Regions from separate parts of the Salmo salar genome. Here region 1 is linked to region 2. A link is a contact called in public Hi-C data. All regions are on one chromosome and are shown on one strand. Each heading gives the region's core, a stretch centred on a gene start, on an enhancer-like site or on the middle of the called end of the contact. The rest is flanking DNA. Distances are from core to core; before and after follow the strand shown.

Evidence for each region. A called contact is a pair of places that touch in the nucleus more often than the background predicts.
Region 1: a Hi-C map of muscle shows a contact between it and region 2, with 3 times the contacts expected there. The contact joins the promoter of LOC106580121 here to the promoter of LOC106580123 in region 2. A contact is called at or near these places in 2 of 3 Hi-C or Micro-C datasets (gill and muscle).

Annotation. Positions count from the first base shown.
Region 1 is chrssa20:13,932,776-13,938,871 of Ssal_v3.1, reverse strand. It overlaps LOC106580121 (snRNA-activating protein complex subunit 4), which reads left to right and starts at 2,926. Exons shown (of 25, transcript XM_014160815.2): 1 at 2,926-3,097; 2 at 3,457-3,591. The coding sequence starts at 3,471.
Region 2 is chrssa20:13,757,777-13,763,979 of Ssal_v3.1, reverse strand. LOC106580123 (rap guanine nucleotide exchange factor 1) reads right to left here and starts at 4,429. Exons shown (of 26, transcript XM_014160818.2): 1 at 4,206-4,429. The coding sequence starts at 4,233.

The DNA of each region.
Region 1 (6,096 bases), core at 1,677-4,176, 180 kb before region 2:
TGTTGACCTGAAGTCAGAAGCGAGTAAAGCTATTATCGAGGTGCTCATTAGGTCTAGCAGATGTCTACCTGCACACATTTCTGCTTGCACACCTGAGTCTCCTACAAGTAATCTGGCCAGTCAAACAAATCTGCCAGCTATGCCAGAGGAACATTTAACTACTACAGTTAATGTGGGTTCTGAAGCCTCTGAAATGATGGATTCCTTTGTGAGGCATATGAAGTGTATCGCACAATCAGTTTTTACAAAAGTGAAATCTCTACCCGTGGTGCTTCGGCTTGCTAAAAGGTCGCAGAATATGCTGAGGGAATTTAGTCTCAACTTTTGGCCTCCACAAGCAGAGATCTTCATGATTTTCAATTAAGAGCATCAAGCCGCCATAGCTCAAGTTTCACTACTTCTCAAGTGACTGCTCTTGATGGTAGTTGCTCTCTGGTGTCTGGCAGTTTCTCACATATTTACAATAATATCGTGATCTGTTCACAAGGGCGATCTGTCAGTGACCTCTAGTCCCACAATGGAGGCCGAACACTGTGGAAAAGTGACTTTCCCAGCTGAAGTTCTTACAGTTAAAATGGCTGACAACATCCTTGACAGAGAGGCATTTGTCTTAGCCACCATGCTTCACCGTAGGGATGGTGCCAGGTTTCCTCCAGATGTGACGCTTGGCGTTCAGGCCAAAGAGCTTAATCTTGGTTTCATCAGACCAGAGAATCTTGTTTCTCATGGTATGAGAGTCTTTAGGTGCCTTTTGGTAAACTCCAAGCGGGATGTCATGTGCCTTTTACTGAGGAGTGGCTTCCGTCTGGCCACTACCATAAAGGCCTGATTGGTGGAGTGCTGCAGAGATGGTTGTCCTTCTGGAAGGTTCTCCCATCTCCACAGAGGAACTCTGGACCTCTGTCAGAGTGACCATCGGGTTCTTGGTCACCTCCCTGACCAAGGCCCTTCTCCCCCGATTGCTCAGTTTGGCCGGGCAGCCAGCTCTAGGAAGTCTTGGTGCTTCCACATTTCTTCCATTTAAGAATGATGGAGGCCACTGTGTTCTTGGGGACCTTCAATGCTGCAGAAATGTTTCGGTACCCTTCCCCAGATCTGTGTCTCAACACAATCTTGTCTCGGAGCAGTACGTACAATTCCTTCGACCTCATGGCTTGGTTTTTGCTCTGAAATGCACTGTCAACTGTGGGACCTTATATTGACAGGTGTGTGCCTTTCCAAAACATGTCCAGTTAATTGAATTTACCACAGGTGGACTCCAATCATGTTGTAGAAACATCTCAAGGATGATCAATGGAAACAAGGTGTACATGAGCTCAATTTTGAGTCTCATAGCAAAGGGTCTGAATACTTATATAAACTAGGTGGTTCGAGGCCTGAATGCTGATTGGCTGACAGCTGTGGTATATCAGATCGTATACCACAGGTATGACAAAACATTTAGTTTAACTGCTCTAATTAATGTTGCTAATAATAGCAATAATGCACCTCGGGGGTTTGTGATATATGGCCAATATACCACGGCTAAAGGCTGTGTCGTGCAGGGAACAGCCCTTAGTCGTGGTACAGTGCCTTCGGAAAGTATTCAGACCCATTTACTTTTTCCACATTTTGTTACGTTACAGCCTTATTCTAAAATTAATTAAATTAAAACATTTCCTCAACAATCTCCACACAATACCCTATAACAACAAAGCAAAAACAGGTTTAGATGTTTTTGCACCTAAAAAAAAACCATATATAGATATATACCTTATTTATAATAAAAGTTAGCACACTGAAAAGCATAGCGCATAAGGGAAGTACCAAAACACTTCGATATAGGGGAGGTGCATGCAAGCAGATTAGGAATTTGGCAAGAATGGAAGAAATGGTATATTAAAACCTGCAAAAGAGCGAATGTAAATCAGGGGGGAAAAAAACACTACCCTCCCCCTGTGCCCAATAAGGTTGAACTGCTCCAGCAGTTTGTCACAATTGTGTGGTGGCTTTGATAAACTTGTGCTGCAACAGAGAGGAAGAGGAAGAGAGAGGCCCAACTCGGAGGAAAAATCTGTCTCCCACTAGCAGGTGGCGTTTTTTCGGCGTTTCGCCCACCAAGTCATGAGTTTTCATTTTATTGAATATCCAAAACATGCAATATACTTTCAGTGAAGCCGCTCAACAACTACACCACACCAGTCACCCAACAGACTCCCATTCAGAGCGACACACAGAAACATCTACGGTCAATGCCCTGCTCAAGGGCACGTCGACAGATCTCACACAAGGCCAAAAACGGGGACCCGAACCCTCCCAAGCGTTTTTGTATGGAGCCCAACGAGAGTCGAATTGGTCAACAAAGTAATTCATGGCTTATTTGCTACCTGAGGTTTATTTGCACTAATAGAAGTTTCGTAATGCTTACGTTATGAGTTTACTGACATAAGTAGGACACGTGATATCCCGGCAACTTTGAGGAAAAACAATTTATATTCGAGATGGCTATGTGTATTCATGGTATGAGGCTAGTAGCATACTAGCATCTCTCCCATTGAATACAGGCGTCAACAACCGTTATCGAATAATCCAAAACTGATTACAATAATAGGATGTATTCACCAATCCAAAGAAAGGATAGGCGTTGCCTCTTTGTGGACAACGACTCCCATTATTATGGCGAAGAGACATGTATCTTGTCAGTATATCGATCATCTTTGGCTTCAACAACATTAGCGACTCTGTACAAGGCTGTGACGTTTACTATGATACCCGCGTTGCATTGTGGATATTTGAATATTACAACGTAACATTTGATTATTTTTAATCAAGTAATAGTATTTGAGTAGGAATATTCGGTGAATATGTGTCTAGATTGTTTATGCATGATAAACAATAATATAATTTTTAAAAACAACAAACTTTGATTCCTTCACAATTGCACTCTGGGAAATATGTTAATATTCCAGCAGTGTCGTTTGTAGCACGTAGAGATCTTCAGTGAAATAGCATGTCAGACAATTTCAGTGGGACTTAGCTAGTTAAATATATTTGTTTCTACATAATATTTTATGTATAACATAAGAAGACACATCTGTTAACTTGGATGACAGTCTTGGTAAGTAGCGTTAGCAAGCTTTCAGATGCTCCTCCTGGTCAAGACTGCATGGCTAGCTAGCTAGCTAAATTAGAACACTTTTGACTGATGCTTAAGTTGAGGGATGTTGCTTTTTTGTGCACGTTGGGTTTAGTTCAGATGTTGTTTGCTAGTTACTAAAGTACGTTAGCTACCTGCAAATGTGATGTTGCTGCTCGCGAATGGGGTTGGATTCCAGCACGCTCCCCCAGCTTCCTTTCAATGTTGTCAGCTAGCTACTGTAACGTCCTGTATTTTCAATGCATATTGTCCTACAATAAATGTATCCCTGGTTTTGTTATCATTCATTTAACTTTTTTTAAATTTTTATTATTATAAAGGTGTCTCATCCATTATGTCCTCGGATGACCTAATTGCACAGAGGAAGAAAGTCGAACGCCAAATTTTGGTGCTCGAGCGCACCCTTGGTCCCGAAAGCAACTCCATTGAACTATCTTCAGACAGTTGTTCATCTGGTGGGTATCTGAAGTATATTAAAGCAGTAAGTTAGGGGTGCGTGGGTAAAATCATTAAGGAAGACATATTACAACCTATGTGTTGGGATAATTGCGTTGTTTACTTTATAACCCTGTTAATTCATATGCCTTGCGACCATGATAGATAGATATATATATATATATCTATCTATCACACACACACTTGTGGCCAACAGTTGAGAATGACACAAAGTTTGCTGCTTCATTGTCTTTAGATATTTTGGTCAGTTGTTACTATGGAATACTGAAGTATAATTACATGCATTTCATAAGCGTCAAAGTCTTTTGACAATTACATGAAGTTGATGCAAAGAGTCAATATTTGCAGTGTTGACCCTTCTTTTTCAAGACCTCTGCAATCCGCCCTGGCATGCTGTCAATTAACTTCTGGGCCACATCCTGACTGATGGCAGCCCATTCTTTCATAATCAATGCTTGGAGTTTGTCAGAATTTGTGGGTTTTTGTTTGTCCACCCGCCTCTAGAGGATTGACCACAAGTTCTCAATGGGATTAAGGTCTGGTGAGTTTCCTGGCCATGGACCCAAAATATCTATGTTTTGTTCCTCGAGCCACTTAGTTATCACTTTAGCCTTATGACAAGGTGATCCATCATGCTGGAAAAGGCATTGTTCACCACCAAACTGTTCCTGGATGGTTGGGAGAAGTTGCTCTCGGAGGATGTGTTGGTACCATTCTTTATTTATGGCTGTGTTCTTGGGGAAAATTGTGAGTGAGCCCACTCCCTTGGCTGAGAAGCAACCCCACACATGAATGGTCTCAGGATGCTTTACTGTTGGCATGACAGAGGACTGATGGTAGCGCTCACCTTGTCTTCTCCGGACAAGCTTTTTTCCGGATGCCCCAAACAATCGGAAAGGGGATTCATCAGAGAAAATGACTTTACCCCAGTCCTCAGCAGTCCAATCCCTGTAACTTTTGCAGAATATCAGTCTGTCCCTGATGTTTTTCCTGGAGAGAAGTGGCTTCTTTGCTGCCCTTCTTGACACCAGGCCATCGTCCAAAAGTCTTGGCCTCACTGTGTGTGCAGATGCACTCACACCAGCCTGCCATTCCTGAGCAAGCTCTGTACTGGTGGTGCCCCAATCCCGCAGCTGAATCCACTTTAGGAGATGGTCCTGGCGCTTGTTGGACTTTCTTGGGCGCCCTGAAGCCGCCTTTACAACAATTGAACCGCTCTCCTTGAAGTTCTTGATGATCTGATAAATGGTTGATTTAGGTGCAATCTTACTGGCAGCAATATCCTTTCCTGTGAAGCCCTTTTTGTGCAAAGCAATGATGACGGCACGTGTTTCCTTGCAGGTAACCATGGTTGATAGAGGAAGAACAATGATTCCAAGCACCACCCTCCTTTTGAAGCTTCCAGTCTGTTATTCGAACTCAATCAGCATGACAGAGTGATCTCCAGCCTTCTCCTCGTCAACACTCACACCTGTGTTAACGAGAGAATCACTGACATGTCAGCTGGTCCTTTTGTGGCAGGGCTGAAATGCAGTGAACATTTTTTGGGGGGATTCAGTTCATTTGCATGGCAAAAAGGGACTTTCATCTAATCACTCTTCATAACATTCTGGAGTATATGCAAATTGCCATCATACAAACTGAGGCAGCAGACTTTGTGAAAATGAATATTTGTGTCATTCTCAACTTTTGGCCACAACTGTACACCAATGAAACAGGCAGGGAGCAGGTCTCGAACCCTCGACCTTCTAGCTCGAAGTCCAGCGCAGATATCGACTCTACTGCTTGAGCATGCTTTTGCGGCACAGTCGATAGCGCGCTGGACTTAGGGCTAGAAGGTCGAGGGTTCGAGACCTGCTCCCTGCCAGCTTCGTTACATTGGTGTCAGAAGTGATCGGACCTTGCATGCTTGGCCGGTGCGCGCGTACCTGTAAAACTTAGTTGCAAGCTGGCGCGAGGACGCGCTCTTTGAAAGGCGGGAGTAGTGTAACGACCCTGGGTTTATAAGCGCGGATATCGACTCTGCCGCTTGAGCATGCTTTTGTGGCACAGTCGATAGTGCGCGGGACTTTGGGCTAGAAGGTCGAGGGTTCGAGACCTGCTCCCTGCTGTTTCATTACAATATCTAGTAATGAAACGGGCAGGGACCAAGTCTCGAACCCTCAACCTTCTAGCCCAAAGTCCCGCGCACTATCGACTGTGCCCCAAAATAATGCTCAAGCGGCAGATTCCATATCCAAGCTTATTTTATTTATTTTTATTTTATTTATTTCACCATTATTTAACCAGGTAGGCAAGTTGAGAACAAGTTGTCATTTACAATTGCCACCTGGCCAAGATAAAGCAAAGCAGTTCGACAACATACAACACAGAGTTACACATGGAGTAAAACAAACATAGTCAATAATACAGTAGAAAAATAAGTCTATATACAATGTGAGCAAATGTGGTGAGATAAGGGAGGTAAAGGCAAAAAAGGCCATGGTGGCAAAGTAAATACAATA
Region 2 (6,203 bases), core at 3,180-5,679:
TCTCTGTCCTTCTCTCCCTCTGCCTCGCTCTCTCTCCAGTTAATGTCACCTCTCCCAGCTCTTACTGACACCTATCCATGAGCCCCCTCTTGTTCCATTTACTCTAACCACCATCCTCACCCACTGAGCACCGACCAACACCAGATGTCCATGAACGTTGAAAAGTAGTTCAAATTTGGTCAGTCCACCCTGGCCTTGGATGTTAATGTCCAAAGATGGGATCAGATTTGGTCCGGTCCATCATAGATGTGTGTTTCACAAGTTTGGATAGCACAGTACAATACAATCAGTAGAGCACAGTAGAGTACAATACAGTATATTGTACTATACTCTACTGGACTGTACAAAACGCTACCCTACTCTGCTCTTCTTTGCTGTGCATTAGATTCATAATTATGCATTTCTGTATAGTACAGATCAGGGACCCATGATATAATTCAGTTATCATAATTCCGTCACCGGGTGTAAATCCACTTCACTAGCTGTAGTTCAATAACCCAAATATTTGTTTTCCCAAACTCAAGGTGCCATGTCATAGTTGACAAGCCATACTTTCTACAAGCTTCTTTGAATCTTAATTTGGAGCAGATACACACAAAGAATGTAGACACCCATTCAAATGAATGGATTCGGCTATTTCAGCCACACCCGTTGCTGACAGGTGTATAAAAAATCTAACACACAGCCACACAATCTCCATATAAAAACATTGGCAGTAGAATGGCCTTACTGAAGAGCTCAGTGACATTCAACATGGCACAGCATACAATGACATTCTAGATGATTCTGTGCTTCCAACTTTGTGGCTACAGTTTGGGGAAGGCCATTTCGTACTTCAGCATGACAATGCCCCTATGCTCAAAGCGAGGTCCATAGAGAAATTATTTGTCAAGATTGGTGTGGAACTTGACTGGCCTGCACAGAGCCCTGACCTCAACCCCATTGAACACCTTTGGGATTAATTGGAACACCGACTGCGAGCCAGGCCTAATCCCCCAACATCAATGCCCGACCTCACTAATGCTCGTCGCTGAATGGAAGCCTTCCCAGAAGAGTGGAGGGTGTTGTGGCAGCAAACAGGGGACCAACTCCATATTAATGCCCATGATTTTGAAATGAGATTTTTTTTCGACGAGCAGGTGTCCACATACTTTTTGTAAGTAGTGTATTTAACAGAGTTATTGGAAAACGTGGCCACATAAAAATCTGTGGGAGATTTTACAGTAATTCTGTTACCAAAGTATGCATCTGCACAGTTCTTTCACCAAATTAGTTTTTGTAAATTTTTCATTCTAATTTTTCATCCTTTTCATCCTCATGCTAGCTAGCAGTAGCCATTATGGAATGTCACGTTGAACAACAAAGAAGCTGATTGGCGCACACTGCCATTCCAAAATGGCTACTGCCATTTTGGAGCTGTAAGCAAGCGGGTCGGATCTGCTGGCTACTTGTAGGGGAGAAAAGACACTTGCTGCTCCACTTGCTTACACAAGCCTAACCCTTTTCCCATGGCTCATGAGTTACAACCGCCATTGGGCAAACTCCCAGCTCTTTAAATCAGACCCCATCTGTAGGCTACACCACAGAGTTTGTTTTAATTAGGCTACAACACCTTTGAAACTCTTTTTGGGACAACGTCTCTAGAATTCCATAATGCTACTTGCTTGTTTCCACAAAACCACAAATTATAGCATAGTGTGGAATCCGAGCTTCCAATGAGAGTAGTAGCAGAATCTCTTTTGATTGGGAGGCCATGGCTCGACTTGGGCATATTGCTGCATGAAGGCTTCTCAGTCTCACTACTAAACCATTACGGAAAAGATACACCAGGAGCATATTTTCAATCCATTCATAACCAGAGACAGACATTTTAGTGCAAAAACAAACCAGGGAAATAGACTGAGTAGGGTATACTGTAAATTGGACATACTTAGGGGTTGGACATACAGTGCATTCGTAAAGTATTCAGACCCCTTGACTTTTTCCACATTGTTACATTAGCCTTATTCTAAAGTTTTCCCTCATCAATCAACACACAATACCCCAAAATGACAAAGCGAAAACAGGTTTTTAGGAATGTTTGCAAAACAAAAATACCTTATTTACATAAGTATTCAGACCCTTTGCTATGAGACTCGAAATTGAGTTCAGGTGCATCCTGTTTCCATTGATCATCCTTGAGATGTTCCTACAACTTGATTGGATTCCACCTGTGGTAAATCCAATGGATTGGACATGATTTGGAAAGGCACACACCTGTCTATATAAGGTCCCACAGTTGACTGTGCACCTCAGAGCCAAAACTCTTTGGCCTGAATGCCAAGCTTCACGTCTGGAGGAAACCTGGCACCATCCCTACTGTGAAGCATTGTGGTGGCAGCATCATGCTGTGGGGATGTTTTTCAGCAGCAGGGGCTGGGAGACTAGTCAGGATAGAGGGGAAAATGAACAGCGCAAAGTACAGAGAGATCCTTGATGAAAACCTTCTCCAAAGCTTGGGCCAATGTTCACCTAACAGGACAACAACCCTAAGCACACAGCCAAGACAACGCAGGAGTGACTTCAGGACAAGTCTCTGAATGCCCTTGAATGGCCTAGCCAAAGCCCGGACTTGAACCCGATCAAACAACTCTGGAAAAAACTGAAAATAGCTGTCCTTTCAAACATGACAGCGCTTGAGAGGATCTGCAGAGAAGAATGGGAGAAACTCCCCAAATACAGGTGTGCCAAGCTTATACCATCATACCCAAGAAGACTCAAGGCTGTAATCACTGCCAAAAGTGCTTCAACAAAGTACTGAGTAAAGGGTCTGAATACTTATGTGAATGTGATATTTCCATAAATTTTTTATAAATGTGCAAAAATGTCTAATAACCCGTTTTGTCTTTGTCATTATGGGGTATTGAGTGTAGATTGAGGGGGAAAAAACAATTTAATCAATTTTAGAATAAGGCTATAACGTAACAAATATGGGGAAAAGTCAAGGGGTCTGAATACTTTTCGAATACACTGTACTTGGACAAATCAGGTATGAGTAACAAACATACCAAATTCATTCCAAGGTCGCAAAAAAAGATGGCTTTGCTTGACTCAACTAGCTCTCTAGTGACAACTCACAAAATACATAGCTAGAACACATACATGGTACAAGTGGCAACAGATGGGGACACTTGACTGAAGAGGAAGAGACTCTCCAGTCAAAGGAGGTTTTCAGTGTTCCGTGATATAGAGAACTAGCCATGACTCAGAATAGTTCGAGAACCCAAGCTAAGGGGGAAACTCAAACACAGTGAATTAGACAAAGTACTTGTCATTCTCCTCGAATAGCTGGTGCCTGATTAGTAAAGTCAGTGCAGGTGGTGCATGAGGTACTGTAATATTACCAACCCAGATTAGTACGTTACCATTATTGCCTATAAAAATCATAGGGATGGAAAAAAACACTAAGGTTACTGTACTAACGTTAGCCTACTAATTTACAGTACCTAGCTAGACCCCCACCACGTATCCTAGAATGAATGACGACTACTGTCACCGTGCATCTTAAAAGTAACATGGATTCACAAACTAGGTTAGGATGTAGCTAAAGTAGTTAGCTACTTAACGATAGTTTAGTACTGTTACGGTCAAGACAACATTCTATTCGGACTACAGCTGACTGTACTGTGGCTACCTACAGTAGTTAGTCATATTCTATAACGTTAAATTCGTCACCATCTTTTCATTAAAAAAAGGCAGCTAACGTTAGCTAGCTAACTTGACTGATTTTACTCGAATATACATTGTAGCTAGCTAGAACACAAGTTAGGAAAATCGCTAGCTGACGTCAGTTAGTTACCTAATGTTTTCCATTTCAATAACGTTAGCTAGTTAGCCTAGCATGTAGATAGCAAATCTATCCAATTCTAGCGCACTCTAGCTAGAAATCAAGAATTATCTGGCTCGCTAACTAACAACAACAATAACAACTCGCTAGGTGGTTAAACAGTGATTGAATGTTTAGCAAATGTTGACTATGTAGTAGATAGCCAGCTAGCTACTGTTACGGCAAAAATGTGGAAGTTTGGTGTTAGAATCGGCCTTTGATCCACAGCTAGACCAAACCACACTGGCTGGCCGCATTTCTGGCTACAAGAGTCAGACAAACCCCAGACTAACAGCTAGCTAACGTTAGCTATTTATCTAGCTAGTCTAGACGAGCTTACCTTGCTTACTCTCTATTTTCCCCGACATTTCGAAGCAGAGACGGTAACGTTAAACAAATGAAATCCAGGGAGGTATGTTGTCCGTTGATTCTCTTTTAATCCCACATCCTTTAGCCAAAGCACTTTAGCTCGGACCGTTCCGACACAAATACAACAGCCAGCCAGACCCCGATGATGATGATGATGATGATGGGCAGACTAGCAGCAGACAACTCGGTTCTGTATCACAATCAACACCTCCCTCTTGCGGCTGGAATTAAGAAATGTGAGCGCACGGAACGGAAAGGTGTGCCCTCAGGTGATGGATTTAGCTAGACTAATCAGATTCAAGAGAGAGAGGGAAAGACGTTATAGACTCTTTTTTACTTATACATGGTTCAGTATAGGAAATAGGAGAGAAAATAAAATAGTACATATTATGGTTTTAGTGGAGTATACAGCTCATATTATTCCGAATGGAAATCAAAAACAGTAGCTAATTGCAGTGGCATGTATTCATGGATGCCAAGGGGTGCCAGGCCTCCCCCCAAAAACAAATGAAAAAAAGTATTAAATAATTGATCTTTGGTCTCTGTGTTTTCATAAGTTTCCTTCAATTTGCATGAGGCTGAATGTATCTCACTGGAAAAACCATCAAACCGAGCGAAACAGCGCTCCTCTGTTTCTGTATGTGTAGGCCTGATGCTGTCTGGTCATAAACAGACATTGTTGCGCCAATAGCATTGAATGCAAGGGAAGCCAGCGAGCATTTGGTCTCCCTTGAGAAAAAAAGTATAAAGTAATACCCAATCAGCATTGAGCTAAAATGATTCAGCTCAACTGTGTTTAAGGAAAGCCAGTTTGGATTAGGCTTCACTCCATCACATCGCATCAAGAGGAATATGTCATTGACAGAAACAACTTGAATTGTTGCATCTTGTTGTGTTGTTGTCCTACGGTGGCTAACTAGCAAGCTAAAATTGTCTGTTTCCTAAATTAGCCATGGATGGAGATAGGGATTTGGACTTGTGGTTTTACTTATCTCCGTACTGGCCAATGATTATAATGGTGGTTCTGATCCAACCATAAATTCATACTTTGTGCCCCTTTGAAGCCTGAAATGTGGCAAAAGGTCGAAAAGTTCAAGGGGGCCGAATACTTTCGCAAGGCACTGTAGCTTACGTTGATTGGACTAAATTGTTTTTGGTATCTTTTAGTTGTAACTGTATTAGACTAAGCATAGGTGAGTTGATGCTGTTGAAATGTTGAATTTGAAATTGTGTTGGAATATTGGAGGCAGCTCCTGTTTTCTTTGCGACTTGCGGTAACTCTTTAGTAGTCTGAAAATGTAGGAACCATTAACTTGCATGACTGTTGGTCATGTAAATGTTTGTTACATGCAATATGGTTTGTGGACTTCATCGGACAGACGTTGCACTCCGGTTTTGTGATGAAACGAAGGTGTATATCATGGTCGCAAGGCATATGAACTAACAGGTTATAGTGCAAACAAAGCAATTATCACAATAGTGATTTTATCCATGCACCGCTACTGGCTAAATGTTGCAGTGAACCCCTTGCCTCCTTAATAAAGTATGTAGTGAACATACACTGAGTTTACAAAACATGATCTTCCCATGACATATAGTAGATTGACCAGGTGAATCCCTTATTGAATCCCTTATTGACGTCACCTGTTAAATCCACTTCAATCATTGTCGATGAAGGGTAGGAGACAGGTTAAATAATAATTTTTAAGCCTTGAGACATGGATTATGAATGGGCAAGACAAACGGGCAAAAGGGAGTGCAACTCTATATTAGGTGTTCCTAATGTTTTGTACACTCAGTGTAGAGCAGCAGAAGTATTCCGTTTGAGTCGTCAGGCAAGTCGACCATAATAGAAAAAATGATTATTCAGAAAATATGAATTGATATTTAAGAGACAAGAGCAATTAGTTAAGACAAAATCTGGGGTATGTCCTGCTCTTCAATGGTCATTTCAATTGATGATATTGTT